Linked DNA regions of Sus scrofa: region 1 is linked to region 2. Evidence: chromatin contacts called from public HiChIP or PLAC-seq data. All regions are on one chromosome and are shown on one strand. Each heading gives the region's core, a stretch centred on a gene start, on an enhancer-like site or on the middle of the called end of the contact. The rest is flanking DNA. Distances are from core to core; before and after follow the strand shown. Region 1 holds the start of INPP4B (type II inositol 3,4-bisphosphate 4-phosphatase). Region 2 holds the start of USP38 (ubiquitin carboxyl-terminal hydrolase 38).

What was found. HiChIP or PLAC-seq counts read pairs in DNA pulled down with a chosen protein or histone mark.
Region 1: a contact with region 2 is called in an H3K27ac HiChIP or PLAC-seq map of alveolar macrophages. The contact joins the promoter of INPP4B here to the promoter of USP38 in region 2. A contact is called at or near these places in 2 of 47 Hi-C or Micro-C datasets (alveolar macrophages and embryonic fibroblasts) and 2 of 2 datasets of contacts at active chromatin or transcription factors (alveolar macrophages and skeletal muscle).

Annotation. Positions count from the first base shown.
Region 1 is chr8:84,809,940-84,813,745 of Sscrofa11.1, reverse strand. It overlaps INPP4B (type II inositol 3,4-bisphosphate 4-phosphatase), which reads right to left and starts at 1,664. Exons shown (of 30, transcript XM_021100673.1): 1 at 1,422-1,664.
Region 2 is chr8:84,599,594-84,603,506 of Sscrofa11.1, reverse strand. It overlaps USP38 (ubiquitin carboxyl-terminal hydrolase 38), which reads left to right and starts at 2,463. Exons shown (of 10, transcript XM_021100666.1): 1 at 2,463-3,722. The coding sequence starts at 3,041.

The DNA.
Region 1 (3,806 bases), core at 415-2,914, 210 kb before region 2:
CACCTATAAACGACCTATCTAGTGCCCACCTTGACAGGAAGAAGACAAATCTACTCTGTCTTCCAGGCTTTCACTTATACAGAGCCACACCTTGACAAACAAGTTCTGTCATACTAGAGGAAAGAGATGGGCAAAAATATAACACCTGGAGTCACAAAATGTAATGACCTCAAATAACACATTTCAGAAAGGGAGGAAACCTAGTTCTGGAGATGGGGGGGGGGGGAGAGGAAAGGGAAAGTGAATCTTCATCATTAAAACAAGAGTAAGAGAAAACCCTCCCCGGTTTTTCCGGTAAGTTTTGTGCAGGAGCAGGAGCAGCAGCAGCAGCAACAACCTCATCAACATGCACATCCTCACCCTTATAAACCTCTAGTCCCCAAATAGAAACTGCTGGTGCCTCTCCATCTTCTAGGGACAGAAACCACCCCCCAACAGGGAGGAGATTTCAGAGGCAAAGGGAGGGGCAAAAACAGGTACCTGGAGCTCCAGCATCCTGGTCTTAGTCCCAGCGACAAGCCTGAAAGTCCCTTCAGGAACGACCCCTAGCTCCGAACATCCCTGGCCTGGGTGCTCCGTGCCAGAGGTGCCCTGAGAGCTCGCGGACCCTGCAGCGCAGTTTTCAGACTTCAAACAACGATGCTCCCCCCACAACACACAGTACCACCAGCAGCACCACCACCGCGCTTTCAAGTCATGGCCCTGGCTTTCTGACCCTTTAGAAGGACCTCTCTGTGGGAGGACAAGTGATGTCTGGTTGCCAAGAAGAGACACGTAGCGGGCTGAGTTGCTGGGAGTGGAACGAGGGTGGTCATGACAGGGACTCTTTAGGAAAAGCCCAAAACGGGGCAACTGAGACCCCAGTATCAAGCACCCTCACTCCCACCCCCACCCCACCCCCACCCTTCGCCCTGAAGGCGACTTCTCCCGGGGCGGGCGGCGTTGGCAGCTTTGTGGCCGGGATAGGGATGAGAGCGAGCCCCCCCTCCCTCTGGCCACCGCAGCCCCTCCAAAGGGACCGCGAGGGTGGGCGCAGCCTTGGAAGGTCAGCGAGGCCAGAGCTCGGAGTTAACCCGGGGCCCTGAGAGTGAGTGTGAAGGGGTGAGGATGAACGTGAACCCGCGCGTGGGCCCGACCGAGCGGCGCCGGGCCAGAGTGTCCGCGGGGGTCAGGGGTACTCCTGCTGCCGAGGAGAGGCAGCGCACCACACCCCTTAGGCGCGAGGGCCGTATGGGGCTATCGGGGCTGCCAGGCTGAGAAACTTAATGCCAAACAAGACTCCCTCACCACCCCCCGCCAGGACGTGACCCCCCCCACCCCGCTCTCAGACCCGCTCCAACGCCTGACACATTCCCCACCGCCTCCCAGACCACCCTGGCCAAACCCCCCACCCGGCCCTGGGAGCCCCGGCGGGTAATTACCTCTCCTGGAGGCGGAGTGGGGGGCGGCAGCAGCAGCAGCAGACACTTTTAGCCTGACTTTCCGGCGTTCGCGGGTGAGCGTGTGCGCGCCTAGCGAGAGCTGTAACCTGCTATTTATAGACCGGAGCCTCAGCACCCGGGCTGGGAACCCGGAGGAAGCGAGCCGGCGGCGCGGCGGCGCAGGGCGCAGGGCGCGAGCGGCTGCTCCCCGAGGCGCCCGCGCCTCCCTCGGGCTCCGGGTTCCCGCCGCGCTCCCCGCTCGCTCCCCGCCCCGCCGCGCGCGCCCCGGAGAAGTTGTCGCCGGCGCGGCCGCCTCTCCCCTGCTCACATGCTCCCCTGGCACAATCGCTACTTTCTCCCCCCGCACCCCCCCCGCCCCTCCAATCCCACCCCTCCCTGCTCCTCTTCCTCTTCTGCTGGTTCCCAGCGGTCTCCTCCCAATGTCACCGGCGCCCGAACAGAGGCAGCGACGGCAGCAAGAGTCGCGCAGCTGGCGCAGCTCGCCTCCCACTACCGATGGAGTGGAGTTGATGTCCCCGCCGCCCAACCTGAAATGACCCCAACAGGCTCACTCTGTGTACCGCCACCCCGCACCCCGACCCTCTGCTGGGCCCCTCTGCCAGCGGGGACGGTCCCTAGCCTGTGCTGCCAGGAGCACCGCTGCGGAGCGGTGGTGAGAGGTGACCCGAGGCCGCCACGCCGCGGCCGGGGCCACGGAAACCACAGGGGTTTTTAAACGGCGAAAGGGGGCGCCCCAGAACCGGGCTCAGTCCGGGAGGGTAGGGAAGCGACGTTCCCCCCGTCCCCGCCCCGTTCCCCGGACTTCTGCCTGCCACCACTCTGGGACCTGTCTCTCTTACTACTCCTCTGCCTGGGCCCGGACTTAGGGCGGAGGAGACCTGGGCAATGGCGAGGCTTCCAGCTCAGCGCAGCCCACCGACCACCCGCCGCAGTCCCCACGTCTCTGCTCGGGGACTGAGGCCGAGCTGTTCCCCACAGGCGTGTGTCACGCCTTTGGCAGCCCCGGCGCGTGGAGACAAATCTACGCTCTGTCTGTTTGGGTGTCAGGAAAACAGGGTACGTAATCGCGCAGTCTGAACCGAGGCTAAAACTCCCTCACTTCCTCGCAAACAAGCCCACGGGCGAAGGCAAGCTGCCTGGCTATTCCGGGTTGCGGGGTGTGGGGCAAATGCCTCTCCCCATCTGCGCCTTACAGGTGCCACCTGGCGGTTCTCGTGGAGAGGTATTGACTGAGCTGCTCAAAGGTAATGGTAAAGCTGGGAATGCCAGCCCCAGTCCAGGCAAGCACCCTCGGTAAGGGCACTTTTAAAAGATAATAAGGCGGAGTGAGAATACCAGTATGCTCAGGTTACATTTGCCACGCAGAGAGACTGGAATCCCAAAGTTAGGATGGTAACATCGATTTGGGTTAAGTCAGGGCTTAATGTTACACCAAGTGGGAAGCTGTAGCTGTCCCCACCTGTCACCCCTGCTGTCACTTCCTACTCTAGGCATCCATTCTCTCCGCAAGCATTTCACTGCCAGCCAGCAGGTTAGAAGCTTTATCAATGAGAGCAGAGACTTTGATGTTTGTTTGTTTGTTTGTTTTTTCCTATTGCTCTTCCTCAGAACTTGGAACAATGCCTAACGTCCTAGCGTCAATAAATGTTTACAAAAGGAATTAAAAAACACTATGGGCCAGAAACTGGGCCTGGCCCATTCTCCCCTGCGGCCCTTCCCTGTTCTTCAAGCTTTTTCTGGTACATTCAGCCACCATCACAGGAGAGCTGGAGGGAGAGAAGGGGGGACAAAAGGGACAGGCAGTCTACACAGGCCCTGTGAGGCTGTGGCTCACACCGGAGGGGCCCATTACACAATTAAATTTCTCCTGCATGAGGTGGTTCTCAACACACCCACTTGGGGGAAAAAAAAAAACACCTGTGTCATACTTGCGGCTTGAAGCAATGGATAAATCCTATTTGTAGAGATCTGCTGGCAGAACGAGACAGCTTTTTCATTGGACAAGAGTTTCAGCCTTTTCTTAAAATACAGAAAGGGTGAAAGAATATCAGAACATCAGGGTGCCAGAGCTTTGCCACTCAGTTCAAAAGACATTTAACATATCTGTCCTCTAACTTTAAAGGGAGCTCTGGGTGTGTGTGTGTGTGTTTGAAGACTGCCAAAGTTCCAGAAGTACTAAAATGTTCCTTCCAAAAGACAGAGTTGTAAAATAGATGCAGCAACTGGCTTTGAGAAAATGAACAGTTAAAGTGAGATACCCAGAAAACCCTCTTGTAATTCAAAGCCAGACATAGATCATGCTGACCAAGACCTTTTCCAGACCATCTACAGGACTGCTGGGGAAAGGCTGACATACCTATGCAT
Region 2 (3,913 bases), core at 1,214-3,713:
ATCAGCATTGATACATAGTGCTGTTTCTCATGGCCAGGATTCATAGGTCTAGAAAACAAGCAGTAGAAATGGGAATGGTACCACTATTTCTACTAGTGACTTATTAGCAAAATGCCTGCTCTCTGTTCCTGTGACCTTACGCTCTGCTAGCTTAGAAGTCTTAGTTCCAAAAGAAAGATGCTACCACGAGGAAATGCAACAATGATTCCACTGAAATGAGAGTTAAGAATGCCACTAGGCCACCGTGGACTCCTCATACCTAGGAATCAACAAGTAAAGAAGGAGTTACTCTGCCGGCAGGGGTGACTCATCTTGACTATCAAGAAGAAATTGGACAGCAACTCCACAATGGAGATAAGGAATTCATTCAGTCTGGAATAGAAGAGATTAATGCATCTCTTAGTATGACCATGCTGTGTTATTAAAGTCAATGGAAATCTACAATAATCAATCCAGGCAGGACTACTAATGGTTGAAACTCTTCAGGAATGAAGGTTTGGGTCACCCCACCATGCAAAGAACCACAACCATCTGAGGCACTTGTTGACAGAAAAGAGAAGACAGAATAGATAGTTGGAAAAGGTTGTTATAAATACCAATTATAACCACATGACTAGTTATAGGAACTGGGCTGCAACTGACATAAGCATTTCCTGCTTATTTCATTATGAATGTGTAATAATTTGCTTAGATTATATATCAATATATATAAAACTAACATTCTGTTTCCTTTCCCTTATCACATAACACAGGATGTAAAGCAGAGTATTTTTCACTTTTACACCTTAGTATATAAGTTACAGGATATCAACAAATCCACAGAGGAATTCATCCATAATACTTTGCTTTCTACCTTATTTTTGTCTTCCAGTATTGGCACCATTCCCAGCAAAGCCAAACTTTTCTCCGTAGTTCTATCTTCCATCTATTGGAAAAGAAAAAGTTCCAAAGCTATTCCTGTGTTGTAGCAAGATTGCTTTTTAGATCCATCAATTATCTTTTATCTTCTATCTCTTTCTGAAAACTCGGTCTCAGGTTTTCTCTACCCAGGTCTTACCTCCTCTAAACTGCTATTCTTTTTAAGATTACCCTAATTGCTGTGTTAAATATACTAGTATAACCATTTTATAAATTGGTAAAAACCAAAACACTATTTAGCAAAGTAAATAGCTTACAATTTGTTCATTTTTCCACTGGATACTTTAAATGAACCATTTTTTAAAGTTTGTCAGTATCACAGGCCACTAATGATTTCACAATTACATTGGTGAAGACTTAACAGGGCTATAATTAGGCAATATTTTCCAAATTAAAGGCCTCTGATTAAAGACTAAATTCTTACTGTGAATCTTTGCAGTTTAACTTGAAAGACTACAAGGAGGATGACTTCATCTGTTCTTCATTATAAACCATCTTCAGTGTTAGCATACATATAAACATTATGAAAATTTAAGCTTGTATTTTATTTTTCAAAATACTCTTTCGTTCTTTCTCACCTATCATTTACCTTACTCTACACCCATTTTCTGGACAACTTACAAATTTTCCATATGCCATAAAAGCTCATTTAAAAGAGATTTGCTGGAGTTCCCCATCTGGCTCAGTGGTAAAGAACCTTTGAACCCGACTGGGCTCCATGAGGATGCAGGTTCCATCCCTGGCCTCTTCAGTGGGTTAAGATACCCCGTTGCAGCGAGCTGTGGTGTAAGTCACAGACATAGCTCAGATCCAACTCAACGCCTAGACTGGGAACTTCCATATGCCACGGGTGTAGCCCTACAAATAAAAAAAAGAGAGAGAGAGAAAGAGATTTGCTAAAAGCTTGCTAAAGCAAACCTCTATTGACAACTGTTTCCAAATGTATACTGCCGCCAACACATCCCTTACCACAATGTAAGAGTAAAGCACTGGCATTTAAGAACCCTAGCTCATTTACTGATGAAAGATCTAAGACCTTAAACGATTTGCCTTCAATCCGAATTCTGAGTTCTTTTCCTTACTTTCTCCCCAAATGCTTTTCTACTCCTGCTTCCAAAACTTTCTCATTAACAAGATTTTACATAAATAAACTTTTATCAGCCTATCACAAGCAACCTGACCGGGACAGAACGGACAGAGATCCAGAGATCGGAAGGTGGGAATCCTAGAATCGCAGCCACTTCTAACACTTCCGCTCCTTGGCCGCTCCTCCAGAAAAGCCGCCTACCACTTACAAAGGATCCCCTGCGATGGGGGCGTCGCCGCGCGACTCCAAGAGAGGCGGCCGCGCTTGCGTAGCACCGAAGGGGCGGGGCGGGCCCCCGAGCGCAGCCCGGGAGTGTGTAAACGAGCTGGGGCGGAGAAGGAGGGTGAAGGGTGGGGCGGAGGGGCGGAGGGGCGGAGGGGCGGAGGGGCGGAGGGGCGGAGGGGCGGAGGGGCGGAGGGCGGAGGGGCGGAGGGGCGGAGGGGCGGAGGGGCGGAGGGGCGGAGGGGCGGGCCTTTCCGAAGTTCCGATTTCCTTCACTTCCTGTTTGCTGCACTTCTGCATCCGGGTCAAGGGTGTCCACCTCCACTTCTCCCCGGCAGATCCGGCACCCTCCGTGACAGCAGCTCTTGACTCTACCCAGGGCGGGTTTTATCCCGCGACCTGTTGGAGTCCGGACTCCCACATCTGCCACGGGTCGCGGAGGCGCACTTCCTCATCTTCCCGCTCTCAGCCCCGGGGCCTGAACGTCCGCCGCCTCCGGGGGGCCCCGCTGGCCTCTCCGCGCTGATGCTGAAGGGGACCGCGGGCCCGGGGCAGCGGCGGAGTGTGGGCCTCTGGCTTCTTAGGCCCACCGCTGACGGTGCCGGTTCTTACGCGCCCCAGGCTTGCCAACTCCCGCCCGGGCTTGGATGGCCCTCTCTGCCCGATAAATGAGGCTACTGAGCAGGCAGTGGCGGTGGTCGGTCCAGCTGCTGCTCTCCAAATTCACCTCCGTCCCGGGTTTCTCCAGGCACACCTCGGGGTTGTGGCTGCCCGCTCCTTACCACCTGGCCCTGGCTTTGCAGCGTGGCGACAATGGACAAGATCCTGGAGGGCCTGGTGAGCTCTTCGCACCCCCTGCCCCTAAAACGGGTGATTGTGAGGAAGGTGGTGGAGTCGGCGGAGAATTGGCTGGACGAGGCGCAGTGCGAGGCCATGTTTGACCTGACGACCCGGCTTATCTTGGAGGGCCAGGACCCCTTTCAGCGGCAAGTGGGCCACCAAGTGCTGGAGGCCTACGCGCGGTACCACCGGCCAGAATTCGAGTCCTTCTTCAATAAGACTTTCGTGCTGGGCCTCCTTCAGCAGGGCTACCACTCGCTGGACAGGAAGGACGTAGCCATCCTGGACTACATTCACAACGGCTTGAAACTGATCATGAGCTGCCCCTCGGTGCTGGACCTCTTCAGCCTGCTGCAGGTGGAGGTGCATCGGATGGTGTGTGAGAGGCCCGAGCCGCACCTGTGCGCCCGACTCAGCGACCTCCTGAGCGACTTCGTGCAGTGCATCCCCAAGGGGAAGTTGTCCATCACTTTTTGTCAACAGCTGGTTCGAACGATAGGCCACTTCCAGTGCGTGTCCACCCAGGAGAAAGAGCTGCGGGAATATGTCTCGCAGGTGACAAAAGTGAGTAACTTGCTGCAGAATATCTGGAAGGGGGAGCCCTCCACCCTGCTGCCTTCCCTGCAAGAAGTTTTTGCAAGCATTTCTTCCACAGGTAAGGGTCCTTCCACCCCAAGAAAATCTCTCTTGGAAATTTAATATGTGCCTCTCATGTACACACCGCGTTTGCTTCCCTGCTCTGAAAACATCTTAATGGGAGAACATTCTTAATACTCTCATCCATATTCCCATCCACTGCCCTATTCTGGCTGTCACGTTGGACCTTAAAAAACAGTCAGTGTTTTT